2 separate regions of the Mus musculus genome follow, and region 1 is linked to region 2. A link is a contact called in public Hi-C data. All regions are on one chromosome and are shown on one strand. Each heading gives the region's core, a stretch centred on a gene start, on an enhancer-like site or on the middle of the called end of the contact. The rest is flanking DNA. Distances are from core to core; before and after follow the strand shown.

Region 1 (2,705 bases), core at 122-2,621, 180 kb after region 2:
AAAAGATGAGGGGTGGCAACCTTTGGTTTATACACACGCACACGCACACACATGTATATACATATACTTGCACACCCATCGACACATATCCACACTAACAATTACATATACTACACATACACATACAGGTGCACACACATAGGCACACACAGGCACACCACATACACACACAATAAATAAATCAATCTTGTCCCTACAAGAACACATATATAAAAGGGTTGGTGAGCTCACTCAGTGAGTAGCAAGACTTGTTATACAAATCTGGTGATGAGAGTTCAATCCCTGGAACCCCCAGAAAGGTGGAAGGAAAAAACAGCTCTGCAGAGCTATTCCCTGACCACCATACCCCACATATAAGAATAAATAAAAAGAATAAATGACTATTCTCAAGAGAATAGTCCTAACAACATCCTTCATAATAAATTAGAACACAGAAAAAAATCATTAAATAAGGACCCAATAAACAAAATGTGGATTTTGTTTATGGATTTCACACAGTGAAATAGAATTCTATTGCTTAAGACACTGGCATGAGCACCGCTGCATGAGCCTCAGGGATAAAGCTTGCAAACAGGGAGACAAGCCAGAAGCAAAGGCACTAAACTCATCACTTGATTTATATCAATCTCCAGAGTAGGTGACTCTGTAGACTCAGAAGTAAAAACTGTGTTGCCTGGGAGTGGGGTTTTGGGAAGTGAGATCACAGACAGAGGGTTTTTTGAGTTTTTTGAGGGATGGTTAGGGTGGTGGTTGCATAACCATGCGTGTGTTCAGCAAGCTCGTTGAACTGTACAAATTTTTTTAAAGATTTATTTGTTTGTTTATTGTGTGCGTGAGTACATTGCCACTCTTCAAACACACCAGAAGAGGGCATCAGATCTCACTACAGATGGTTGTGAGGCACCGTGTGGTGGCTGCAAATTGAACTCAGGACCTCTGAAAGAGCAGTCAGTGCTCTTAACCGCTGAGCCATCTCTCCAGCCCCTGAACAGTACACTTTAAATGGGTGAGTTACAACATATGTAAATAACAGCCCAATAAAACTGTCACCAGAGGAATTAAAAAATAAGCCATCAGACCCCTCGCTGCTCCATCCTGTCCTGTTCGACGCCAGATCTTCTGACCGGGTCCTCCAAGGGGCAGGCCCTGAGGAGTGGATGGATGTCAGCACTTCCTGGGAGTTCGCGATGCCGCTGAATTGTGTAGTCCTCAGACTGGATGGCTGATCCTCACTTTCAGATCCGGAGAGAGCAAGGGCCAGAAAGCCAGCCAGGGCTCCCTCGGCAGCAAGCAGCCGCACCAACACTGGTCTCTGCATAGCAGTTGCTTGTGAACTTCCGCCTCTTGACAGAATCTTACAGATTAAGATTGGCACATGGCGCCCCCCTGTGGACTACTGCAGAAGGCTCCGCGTTCACACTGCTGCCAGGCTTTGCAGCACTCATGCTCCTGAGGGAAAGAAGTTCCCGTTCTCCCTCCCACGGTGGGACTGGCTAACAGACAGACAAGCCTCCACTCTGACTCCCTCTTGCCCAGGCAGTTGTCCTTTGTGTGCAATGTCTTTGCTAATTGCCCAAATACTTCCAAGAGAAAGATACAATCAGGGGGAGCCATCAAGAACTTAGGCAGTCCACGATCAAGTGGGCACAAAAAGTACTTATCACAAGTACAGCAGTGCCCTGTTCTCCAAGTTCAGTCTTTGCTGATCAATTAAACTGATGTTTTTCTTTCAATTTTGAGGATTGAGCCCAGGGTCTAGGCAAATGCTGTACCACTGAGCATATCTGTAGACTGTGTGTGTGCTTGTATGTGTATCCATGTATATGTGGGGTGTGTGTGTGTGTGTGTGTGTGTGTGTGTGTGTGTGTAGGACCAGTACTTTATTCTACAAAGAAGAGGGTCTTTCACTGGGTCTGGAGCTGACTGAATGGCTAGAATAGCTGACCAGGAAGCCCCCAGTGATCCTTCCACTTCAGCTCTCCCAGGGAGGGGATTACACACACCCAGACTCTCACGCTAGTGCTGGGATCCAAACTCAGTCCTCATGTATGTACAGTGAACACTTTACATCTGAGATCGATATATATATCTGTCTGTCTACCTATATAAAGTGTGTGTGTGTCTGTGTATTCTATCTAGCTATCACCTACCTATCTATCATCTATAGCTCTCTCTTTAAATTTTACTTATTTTGACATGGGGCTCAATAGGCTGTCCCAGCAGACCTTTGACTTGTGACCCTTGTGCCTGTCTCCTGAGTAGCTAGGATGGCAGCCCTGTGCCACCAGGCCCATTCTGATTGGACTAGTTCTTGATAAAGGCTTGCTGTAGTGGCTCCACTTGCAAGTGGTGAGGTTGCCCTTTAACATGGGTCTTCTAGAAATCACAGCATACATTCTAACACCAATTCCTGATGTTGGTTATTCAAGTACAGCTTCCAAGGAGAAGAGAGAGTGTGATTTTAGGCAAAAGATCTCCCAGGTAGCCCTCATAGTACTGTCCAGGGCATATAACAACATTTAGTTCAATCTGTTGATTACCTGTCTACTGGACAGCTTATGTATCTTATCTGCACAAATCTTCCCGATAACCCACAGGAGTTGTTATCATTGCTTTACAGTGGAAAACACTAAGAAGGGCTGAGTGGGGTGAGCAGTAGAGTAGGGTTCACGCTCAAATCTTTGCACCTGTTTGTTCTCTCGCTG
Region 2 (2,700 bases), core at 20-2,519:
CTCTCTCTCTCACACACACACACACACACACACACACACACACACACACACACACCTTTCTTCAATCCTGACTACTCTACATAATTTCCCTGCTTTACTCATTATGTACTCCACCTCCTACATTTAAATTTTAGTCATTTTAAGAAAGCTCCTAGACCTGATGTTTCTGCCAAGTTTTTTCCCTAGATGGACATTCCCTGTCACCATGGAAACCAATTGCTGGTTAAAACTGGGTCCCTGGAGGTAAGAAAATGCAGGAAGGAAGCAAAGTGTGGAGACGGCTGGTAAGGGTCCCCGGGCAGCTTCTATACAGCCTGCTCTGGCATCGCCTGACATTTTTTAGACCTGGCCAGTCTAAGGAAACATTTCAGGTCCCTGTAAAATTTGTGAGGAGCTCCAAACAAAGCAGAGAAAGAAAACAGCCCAATTGAATTTAAGTAGACTCAATTAAATACCTACAAAAAATGGCATGCTAGTTTCATGAATAAGTTGGGACTTCATAAACAAAATCATGATGCTTAAAACAATAAGTCCTTTTCTTTACAGCTTGCTGACCAATTATGAAGAAAGCCTAGCCCTTCATAAAATGAATTTGTAACAAATTATTTCAAAGGCAGAATTATAGACATCATTTTTTTTTATAGCTAGATTACTAACAACTACTGCTTGTTCACATTGGCCAAACACAAAATAAAATTGATGTGGATGCCTTTAATATGTTTGATATGGTGTGAAGATTTTCCAAAAACAAACAAACAAAGAAACCAAAAACTCTTAAGTGTTGGGAAATTATACCAGCCTTAGCAAGAAGGGGAGCAGGGCATAGGGGGCAAGGCCTGCCTTGCCAGGGAGCCTGCCCCGACATGAGGTGGGAAGCAGGGTGGGAGTGAGGCTTCTCAATGTAGTGGTTGCCCTGACCCAGCTGTCCTGTCTCAGGAGAGAGTGACCGAGCATGTCCAGTAGATTCCAGCTGCTCAGACTGGAACAAATCCAAGAAAACCCAGCTTCCCATTTCTTCTTGGTTGTAAGAGATTGGAAGGACATTATTGTTAAAGAGAAACTTGAGAGGGGCTACAAACATCCAGAGCCACCTCCCTCTCGCCCTCACCAGCAAGGTGAGTGTGCCCTTTCCTTATCACAGAGAGGCACCCCAGACTGACAGCTGTTCCTCTATCGAAGTCTGGACCAGAGGGAGCTCCCTTACGTGTAAGGAGTCTGCATGGGTTGTGTGTGTCTATGCTTTTAAAGCCAGAGATAATTAGGCAGCTGCCTCAGGCTTCGATAAAGTGGGAGAGGCCCACAGAAGTCCTTGGCTGACAGCCCAGGTCTGCTTGTGACCCTCAAAGTCTCAGGTTTTCTCTCCTGTGAGAAGGATGGGCCCTGTCGCCTGTTCCAATCCTAGGCTAGAATGGATACAGAATTGCCTTAAGAGGTTTGTCACCTTTTCACTCAGTTTGGTCCTTATTCCAACAGCCTCTAACACTGGACGCTCATCAGAAATGCTGCAGTGTCCTTTCCCAGAATCTGCATGCTAACCTCCAGGGGAAATGATGTACAAATTAGACTCCAAAGCAGTGAGACTTTTAAAAGCTATAGTTCACAACCTGGGAGGGTATCGATGGCTAATGATCGTAGAATGTTGGTCTTGTTTGCTTGCTCAGTGAGGTCAAGCCCCAGCCTGTATTATCTCTGCTGTCCCACCTCTAGGCTCTCAGTTCTGTTATAGAGTGGGCTTTCTTGGTATTTGTTTAATTACATTCTGCGTGATTGCCCCATAGGACATCAAGAACAGACAGGATATTTCTAGTCCAGCGAGAGGAGCCTATCCAGCTGCATTTGATGCTCGGTACCCAGCCCAGTGCAGTGTACAGAGATCATCAAACTTGAAAGTGCTCGGGATCATCCATGAGCCCCGGAGTAGAGGCACATTTCTTCTGCCACACCCCAAGTTTCCTGCTGGGCAAGGCTGGGACATGGTAGACAACAAGGCACATTTCTGACATGTTTAAGGCTCTGCCAGCTGCTTTGAGAGTGTGGCACGGACTATCAGCATGCCCGAACGCACTCCTTTGTGCTTTGAAAGTACTCACAATAACAAAAGAGCTCACTTGGCAGGAAAAAAAAAATCTTCAGATCAGACAATGTGGCTGCTGTCTCGGGCTGTGGAGTGCTTTTGGGGTGCTAAGGCAGCCTGACACAGGGGATAGGTCAAGGGACCATGGGGCCAGAGGGTAGCACCCCAACTTGTGGTGCTAGAGACCACAAGTTATCACCTGACCTCAAAGGAGTGGCTATACTCAACAATCTCTTGGGTCATTTCTAAAGGCTACAATTTTGCTCCCCATTCCCAGACTCTCAAACCGCCAGGGGTGGGGCGCAGATGTGTCATTAATATTGAGTAGATCATCACTCTTGGTTCCTTTCTATAAACAATAACAGCAACAATCCATTTGCTACAGATCAGCCTTGAAAATGTCACAATGACCCATGATGTAAGTATGTTGGTTTTTGTATTGCTTATTACATTAAATTACCACAAACTCAGTGTCTTACACAAATGCATAATTATATTTGAATGCCAGGAGCCCAGCCCAGGCTCACTGGGCTAAAATTAAGGCGTTGGCTGTGTTCTCCACCAGGGGCTCTGAGGGAAATCCACAGGGTCTTTGTCAGCTTGGGAAGGCTGCCTGCGCTCCTCGG

The links. A called contact is a pair of places that touch in the nucleus more often than the background predicts.
Region 1: a contact with region 2 is called in a Hi-C map of uterus. The contact joins two enhancer-like sites. A contact is called at or near these places in 1 of 484 Hi-C or Micro-C datasets (uterus) and 1 of 115 datasets of contacts at active chromatin or transcription factors (bone marrow-derived macrophages).

What each region holds. Positions count from the first base shown.
Region 1 is chr15:36,577,365-36,580,069 of GRCm38.p6, forward strand. No RefSeq gene overlaps it. Among named protein-coding and RNA genes, the nearest start is that of Snx31, 23 kb to the left of the region's middle. Within about 2 kb of position 1,372, at least 121 of the 459 cell types and tissues checked have an H3K27ac peak or open chromatin away from gene starts, as enhancers often do. A contact at or near this core is called in uterus, where this site is marked.
Region 2 is chr15:36,398,597-36,401,296 of GRCm38.p6, forward strand. No RefSeq gene overlaps it. Among named protein-coding and RNA genes, the nearest start is that of Gm34150, 26 kb to the left of the region's middle. Within about 2 kb of position 1,270, at least 32 of the 459 cell types and tissues checked have an H3K27ac peak or open chromatin away from gene starts, as enhancers often do. A contact at or near this core is called in uterus, where this site is marked.